2 separate regions of the Gossypium hirsutum genome follow, and region 2 is linked to region 1. Evidence: chromatin contacts called from public Hi-C data. All regions are on one chromosome and are shown on one strand. The core of a region is the stretch at or near the end of the contact, and the rest is flanking DNA. Distances in the headings are between cores, read along the strand shown. Region 1 holds the start of LOC107959830 (WAT1-related protein At3g28050). Region 2 has its middle 6.9 kb from the start of LOC107959822.

Region 1 (4,613 bases), core at 1,719-4,218:
TTTCTTGCTTAAATCGCAAGTCGTGGTGACATGAACGGACACGGACGTGGGCGAGCAACAAAAGAGTTGAGGGTCGTGCCTGGTGTGCCGACGTGTGTGGTGAAGTGGCGCTGATGGTCGTAGGTGGAGAACGTGGGTACATGGTGGCTGAAGGGAGGCAGTTTCCCTCTTTGCTGAAAAATTTGTGGGTTAAGGGTTTTTTAAAAATTTTGGGCTTTTGTTTTCTTTGGATTTTTATGTAATTGGTTTGTATTTTGGGTTTATTATTTAGTGTAATTGGACTGGCTATTATTTGTAAATGGACTTATTTAATATTTTGTTTTATTTTTTGGTTTTTGTATGTGTATGGGCCCTGGCTAAAAATTAGGTCTACAATATTAATATTGTATCATTTCGATTTTGTACCAATCAATACATGTAGAAGTCTGAAGTTATAACAAAGATGGTTTTCAAACTACACCAATTTATACATATTTGGAACCCAAATTCATCTGGGGTTGGTTCTACTGTCTTTTTTCTATTCACATTAAGCCACAGTATCTTTATATCAGTACACCTTTTTGCAGAGAAATGGATTTGGCATTGAATTTCTAACTTTTCTGCACATCTACAAAAGGTTGATTGCAGATTTTGCCATATTTTGATTTGATTTTGCTTTCACAATTCATATGCATGTCCTTGAATTTGATTTCTACACTTGTTCGTTCTTGTAGTTTTGAAGCAGGGGAGCCTTGTCGGAAGATGGTGAGTCTATGATGGTTTCATTGCCACATTCAGCCATCTCTTCTTTTGCTTTTCCCCACATCACTGTGTAAAATCCGATCGATATTATTGTTGCTCCGATGAGACTGTGAATGTACAAAGGAAAACCAATCATTAGGGTAAAAAGAAAAGAGGAAAAAAAAACAGAAAATTATGCACGATACTAAATTTTTTTTTATACCTTCCAAGATACAGTGTGTCACCTAGGAACATGACACCCATGGCAACAGCGATGGCGATTGACAATGGCTTAAACATAGCCACAAAAACAGGTCCTTTCAAGCGCAGAGCCCATGTATGGACTGTGTTGTTCAAGCAAGAACCAAAGAGTCCCTAAACAGGATCATACAGGGTGAACAATAAGATAGGAAATTCAAAGAGTTTTGGGACTATTTTAACCATGGCACAAGTTCCTTACCGAGCAAACAACCGAGGCTAATGCAATATCTGGTTTTAATCTCCAAGCACTTGCGTTTCTCTCAGTAGCTAAACCAACAATTGCAGCTATGAAACTCACACATAAATTATAAAAGCAAACAACAGTCATCTCATCCGGGTACTCCTTCATGATTTGCGTCTGCAGAACCATAGAGAATCGATTACATTTCATTGTATTTCGACAAACTTACAATTGGAATAAAGCATATAACTTGTAACCAATCTGGCAAACTCTTTATACCTGAACAATGTACCAGAGAGGAACTAGAATGTACTCAGCAGTGAGGAAAATGCCACCAATGACCCAATTAGTGTTTGAAGAGTTAAGTCCAGCGAAAAGCCGATTCGATGGATTAAGGTCTTGTTGAAGAGACGATGAAGGCGTTGAAGCAATGACTATGGCTGGACCCTTGTAAAGAGTCACCACAAATGCACCAGTGATTGATATTATGGTGCCTATGACTTTAGCTTGACTGCTTGTTCTTTTCCAAGCTAGCTTCTCCATTCTTTTTTCCAAGTTGCGAGAACAAAAGAAAAGGAATCAAAATTAAAGAGAGGGCAGGATTATTACATCAGAGAATATTTCGAAAAAAAAAGAAAAACATTTCTTAGCATTTAGCAACTGAAGTACACTGTTAAATGATGAAAATTAAGCCTGAAGTATACCAAATTGAGCAAATAGGTATTGGGTCAAAGTGTGTTGGGGCCCAAAGTTGCTTTGGTTACCAAAGTGAACCCCAAGTACCATCCAAAAGCAAAAAGAAAAGCATAATTGAAAATCCAAGGGACAGAATTAACTGATGAAATTCTATCAAAAACTCTGACCAAAAGGGAATTTAACTGTCAGTCCAACTTAACCAGAAACCAAACAGGGGTGGAACCAGTTTTTTTCTTCTTTTTTTTCCAGATGAATAATCCATCGAATTTTGTGCACTAAAGCGTGCTTAAAACTACCTGAAAATGATAGCCAAGATGAAGGTAAAAGCCGGTGTGAGGTTACTGATTGCAGAAGCAAGAGTTGGAGAACTGTAATTGATGCCTGTATACCCCATGATCTGAGATGAACTCCTGGAATCCAAAACAATAAAGAAATGGAAAACACAAGATTTTTCTGTGAAAATGAAGCAAAAGTTGTAAGGATAAAATCCTCTAAAAGAGAAAACAAAATCATGGGTTCTTGTTTTTGAAACCATGTGAGGTGCATGAGTCGGAAAAAAAAAGTTACCCTATAAGCCCAAGCAGACCAATCTTGCATAGTATAGGGAAGGTCAGTGGAGGAAGCACTCTTGATCTGCAATAAAAGCAAAGAGAAACATATCAGAAATGAACAATTTGAGCTTTCAAATACAAAAATGAAACACTTAAAACTGGAGTTGGAGTTGGAGTTGGAGTAGTAATAAAAAGGACCTGTAAGAGAAGAAAGGAGCAGGAAGGAGAACAAGAGCAGCTATAGCATAAGCATAGACAACAAAAACATGGTAACTCATGCCCATCAAAGTAGCCGCTTTGAAAAGTGTGTTTAAACCCACGTTTATACACTCCATTGTCACCATAGCTGAAAATGGCAGAACATCCTTGTAACAGTACCTCCATCTCCACACCATTTTTTCCCCTCTCAAAATGAAAACTGAAACCAACACACCAGAAAGAAAGAATACACAGAAAACTTCCAAAAGAATAAAAAAGAGTTTTTGTTGAAAAATGGAAGGTACTGTTATTTGTGAGGGATGCGTAGACAAAAAACTTTGATGGGAATTGCTGATGAGTTACTTTATAAATACGTGATTTACTATGTGGTATAATTATTGGTAGAATGGTCCCTTATGTTTTCTTTTTCGACAAAAGCATAAAAAATTTAGAAAAAAAAAAGAAAAAAGAACGGAGATAAGGCAAAATTAGGAAGGTGCAATTTGCAACGGTATACAGTGTAGTGTATTGGATGAATGTTGAATCGGTTAACCGACTTGAAGTATTATTAATCAAATTAATAGATTATTGTAAATTTTTAATTATTAATTAAATTGAATTTTTTTTAAAAAAAACTGAAATTTATATATATATATATTTGTTAAAACAAGTATAAAATATATAAAAAATTAATTGACTAATTAATTTATACTTTCAAAAAATTAACCGAACCGACCAACTCCTACCGAATACTTATATATTATAATATTGTTTATTAAGTTTGGTTAATTCAGTTATCTGACTGATTTTGAACCAAATTAGTCGTTAACCGAACTTTCAAAAAATTATTAACCAACCCCGATCAAATTAATTCAATTAATTGACCGATTAATCGAATTCATTCGGTTAACCGAATTAATTTGGTTTTACCCGAAATTTGCACACCCTTAAAGTATTGTTGTAGTTTTATGGTTTATTTATTTTATTATTTTGATTTTTACTAATTTTTGGGTTATTTTCAACCCAGTTTTTAAAATTAATTAAATTGTTTATTTTCGGACAGAAAAAATAACTCAATTGTTAAAATTTTAATGGTATTAACATGACAGTTTATGTAGCATTATACATATCCTTCATTATTAACATAGAAACATTTTAAAAAATTTATATGAATTTTTTTTTAATTTATTGGATGTAAATATTTTTATTATTTTTTATGAATTATACGTAAGAATAGTGGTCACATCAGCCATTAAAATTTTAACAATTTAATCAAATTTTCCTCCAAAACAAACAATTTAACTAAATTTTAAAAATTAAAATCAAAAATAAAAAAATAAAAAAACCAATATATTTGAATGAGTAAATGTAAATTATCTTTCTGCTTTTATTATGAACCAATTAAACTAAAAAAGGGTAATCTGACATTTTAACCATTAGCCCATTTCTTAAAACATTAGTTTTTAGATATAAGCTGTATTTTTTTTTTAAAAATTTATATTTGATACATACTTATAAAAAATATATTTTAACATTCTCATAAAAAAAAGACATATGGATATAAAAATATATTAGCATCCAAGTAAATTTGATAACAAAGTTGCATGATAAATTGGGTTTATAGTGTGAAAAGCATCTTTTTCTTTCATCAAATAATTTAGAGGTTATTTAATCGTCTGATATGACCATACTTTATTATAAATAATTACATTATTTATGTCACAACAGTGTCCAAAAATTATGATCTTGTGCTTATATACTTTATTATTGCGTTTACCACTCAAACCTATGTGACACAACAAAATATTTAATATTACAAGATAGAGTGTGATTTTGTTCTACCAAATATAATAATATCTTAATATATCAACCATTCATTTAATTTTTAGGAATTTCTTTAGATTTCTTACGTTTCTGCTAGGGAAATTATGGCAGTTCGTAATGGATTTGGGATTTCGATTTGTAGTTGTATAAAGTGATTTAAAGTTAATTAATACAAAAATTCA
Region 2 (4,097 bases), core at 775-3,274, 80 kb before region 1:
CGGCTTTTTTTTAAAACACTAAAAAGGGAACACGGGTTTTTGGCTTCAAAGTGGCACGTCGGATTTGGCCTTAACGACTAGGTCGGGTTTGGGGTGCTACAAAAATAATTGTAATTATTAATAATGTTTTCATTATCAATGTAATAGTATTATCATTTAATTATGTTTTGGATCCATATTAAATTAAACTTGTTGTTTTAAATTGATAATCATTTAATTAGTGTTACGGTTATAAATTGATATTTAACATTATAAATATATGCATTAATGAGACATTTTCATTCAAAATAACATCTAAAGAATTACTAAAAAAAGCATTTGTTTTCATCACAAAAAAGGTATGGTTTTCATTATTATTTGAGATATTTAATTATTATTATTTGATATTAGATAGTTTTAGTATTAATTGATTTTAATTATATTTAAATAATTGTAAATGTTGTTTACTATTGTGTTCTGAAATATTATGTCAAGTATTTATTCGAATGACAAGTTAGGGTGTGTTTGATAAACTGAAAATTTAAGTGTTGAAAAATTAAGTACTAAATTTTTATTACTAAATTTTGTAAGTGTTAAATTTATATTAGAAAATTGTTTAGTAAATTAGTAAATATAATTATTGAATATAATTATGTTGTTTGATAAAAGTAAAATTTGATTTTTAAAAGATAATTTATTTTTAAATTTAATCTTATTAACATAATATTTTATATTATTTTTGATAGTTTTGGATGAAAAATAAATACAGTAAGTTGAATACCTTATTTTTTAACAAAAAAGATAATTTATTTTAAAATTTTATTAAAATAAAATCAACTTAATATTTTCTACACTAAGTGATAAGTAGCTATCTACCTGCTTATTTATTCAACACTTTTTTGTTGAAAATTTTATATTAAGTAAAAAATTAAAATTATTGTCAACCACATTTAAAATATTATATTTCCATGAACGTAATTAGCGCGAACAACAAACGTGACTAACGCGGTTTGAACTAAAGTCACTCTTGTAACGGTAAACACACTTGACCATCAGGCCATCACATGAGGTTTAGAATTAATAACTTTTTAAAAGAGGAATATATTCAAAATATAATTCTAATGAATTTGAAATCTAAAATTAAATTGGATTGTATGTTTGATTATATTTACATGAATATATATTTATTACTATTTTTAAATAATTTTATGTAATTTAACAAATCTAAGTTAAATTAGACTTCGTTATACTTTTAATTTTAAGTGAATCAAATGCAAACTTTATCTTAAAAAACACTAATATAGTTTTTGTTTTTCATAATGTTAATCATTTATTTGTGTTAAATTATAAAGTAAAAATTTGAAATTTAAAATATGCCTAAATTTTTATACAATTTGTACATTTGAAATTTAATGTGTCTATTTATCATATTTAAAACTTCAACTCTAGTTGTTACCACCGTTAAAATTTGTGTATTAAATTACTTATGTGACATTTTGAAATTAAAAAAAATTACTTGGAAGCAATATAATAACAAAAATAATGTTGAAAATATTTATGTGGATAATTTTTTTAAACAGTCATTCGTACTTGTCATGATAAAATAAATGTTTTGTTGAAATATTGTCCTTAAGAAAAATTGACATCAACATTTTAATTGAAATAGTTTACAATATTAACTTTTTAGACTAACTAATAAAATTATAAAAATAAAAGGTCAAATTGTGCCAAAAATTATAATATATAGATTAAATTTTTAAGTTTCAGCATAAGATTAAAATTTGATTATTATCAATAAAGAAAACAAGGAAAATGCAAAAGATATGAGAACCATGTAACAGTCCCTAAAAGCATTTGAATTATATATAAGTATATAAGATTTAAATTAATGATCTTAATTATTTACACTATGAAAATAAATAAATATTAAATATAAATATAATAAAGAGACCCAAATTAAAATTTAACTACTTTACATTATATATAAGTATGTAGGATTTCAATTAATGTTATTAACTACTTACGCTACTAAACTTTATCCTTATCTTTTGAGTTCAAGTTGGTCTCCATCTCTCTTATTCCCAAACTGTCCTTCATCAGCGTCCTCCTTCTCCCCTGAACAGTATCGAAATTTGAATTGCCCTCCATTCCTTCATCAGATCTTCCTAAGTAGTAGCGTTGTGGCATTGATTTCTTCATGGTGACTCCTAGCTGCATACTGACTTTCCCTATCAAATTTAATATTTAGTGATGTAGGAGCTTTGTTTCTTAATTTTGCTCTGTTTGTGTCACTTTGTGGTCTTTCTTTACTGCATTCTTGTTGAATGGCAGAGCAAAGAAAAAGAAAGAAGAAACTTTTATTGATGCATAGCATAAGGAAGACAAACAAACAATTTTGATGTAAATTAAAACATGTAATCAGTATTAAATATTAAAGATGAAAATTATGATAAGAGATAGGATCCCATAGATCGAAAGTGAGTTAATCTTAAGATGGAAAGCGAAGATAGAGAGGGATAGGATTGGGAGCATTTGGAGGTGAGTCCCAAACCGAGAAAGCACTTGTTGAGTTGATCCATTTCTTTTAGATTTCTGGATAATGGCGATTCAACACATCTTTCAAGCTTTCACTTGTATTCACCCATTCAAATCCTTTCTTTGTGTATGCTTCCTCATTGAAATCGCTTGTGAAGAACCTATCAGCTTCAAGCCTCCTACAGTAATATCATTATTCAATTCTAAGTATTCAATTTTTTCCGCAAAACAGTACGAAATTATGATTTATACCTAGATGCCATTAGTAGGAAGACAATGAAAGAAGTTTCACTTATAGCAAAACCCTTGATCTTCTTCTCTGCCATGAGACCCACCATTAAGTCCAGTTCTTCAATATCATCACCATAAACTTCCTTGAGAACTTCAATGGCTTCCTTATCCTCAGTTAGATCTTCCCATTTAGAGATTGGTATCAATAGCAAATTCCTACGGAATTGATTATACCTTGCAACTTTCCTCTCCCTATCCCTGTAAACTGCATCATTGATATTAATATTAGATCCAATTTTCACGTCTTTGTTTAACGAATTCATGGATCATAAATTTCTAGTTTGAGACAAGTCATTACCTTCAAGAGCTGCCAAATCCACATGGTCAGGCCTATCTTTGCCATCAACATCTTGTGCTACAAGGTCTCGAAGCCATGAAGGATAGTTGCAAAGCTCCAATGCACCACAAGCTTGATGTCCCATTGAAACAAATTGCCTGGTGAATCCAATTTTTGACAAAGTTTTTTCTCCTTTATGGCCGATTAGATCGGGCATAGGAACCCTGCATTAAAAAAAAAAAAACTTATGTATAAGAATAAATATGGACTATGATTGTTTACAACAATATCTTGTATGGCTTACTCCTCAAGCAATGGTGGAGATTTGTTCAGTCCAGGAGTGACATTAATGTTCCTTAGGTGTATGGAATCTGGTAAAAGTTGGTGCATCCGATAGACACTGGTAAATTCTTCGGTCAAAGTGTAAGGAACACCGTGATTAATAGGCTTTTTGAGACCAACTAAACCTCCCAAAGTGGATCCACCAACATGCCCAAATGTGTCCTTGAATTTCTTTCCCAAAAATCCATACCTGTGACAAAGTTGACAACATTAAAATTATATCTGGAGTTTAATCCAGTTGGTTGAAGGTTCAAATCCCAACAATCGAAGCTTATAAAATTTGACAACATTAAAAGGAAAATAGCAAAATGGTTTACCAATTAATACGCATTCCAGCGAGCAATGTATCAGTTTTCAAAAGCTCCACAGTCCAATCAATGGTATGGATCTTTGCAATCACAGCAGAAGTTATAAGCCTTGCATGTCGGTATAACTCTTCATCGTTCAAAGCTGGGTATTCCTTCTAAAATTATATTTCAAAGACTAATGTTTAGTAAAATTCTCTTAATATAAAGGAATTTTGCAACGAAGGAAGTTAAATAAATACCTTAAGGGCATCACAGATAGCATTGTGTTCTTTAATGAATAGAGCCTGTAAGGTGGAGACGCCAGCCCAGCTATTTTTAATATCGCCGGATATGGGGATCCCATCTTCATCTTGTTGAAGTAACCC

What was found. A called contact is a pair of places that touch in the nucleus more often than the background predicts.
Region 2: a contact with region 1 is called in a Hi-C map of leaf, with 2.0 times the contacts expected there. The contact joins the enhancer-like site here to the promoter of LOC107959830 in region 1. A contact is called at or near these places in 7 of 34 Hi-C or Micro-C datasets (all in leaf).

What each region holds. Positions count from the first base shown.
Region 1 is chrA05:99,816,016-99,820,628 of Gossypium_hirsutum_v2.1, reverse strand. LOC107959830 (WAT1-related protein At3g28050) reads right to left here and starts at 2,968. Exons shown (of 7, transcript XM_016895983.2): 1 at 2,608-2,968; 2 at 2,426-2,491; 3 at 2,155-2,268; 4 at 1,442-1,706; 5 at 1,181-1,339; 6 at 944-1,095; 7 at 364-848. The coding sequence starts at 2,804. The coding sequence ends at 692. It overlaps LOC107959831 (a long non-coding RNA gene), which reads left to right. Exons shown (of 2, transcript XR_001700979.2): 2 at 1-324.
Region 2 is chrA05:99,896,043-99,900,139 of Gossypium_hirsutum_v2.1, reverse strand. It overlaps the pseudogene LOC107943788. Among protein-coding and RNA genes, the nearest start is that of LOC107959822, 6.9 kb to the left of the region's middle. Within about 2 kb of position 2,024, at least 5 of the 9 cell types and tissues checked have an H3K27ac peak or open chromatin away from gene starts, as enhancers often do. A contact at or near this core is called in leaf, where this site is marked.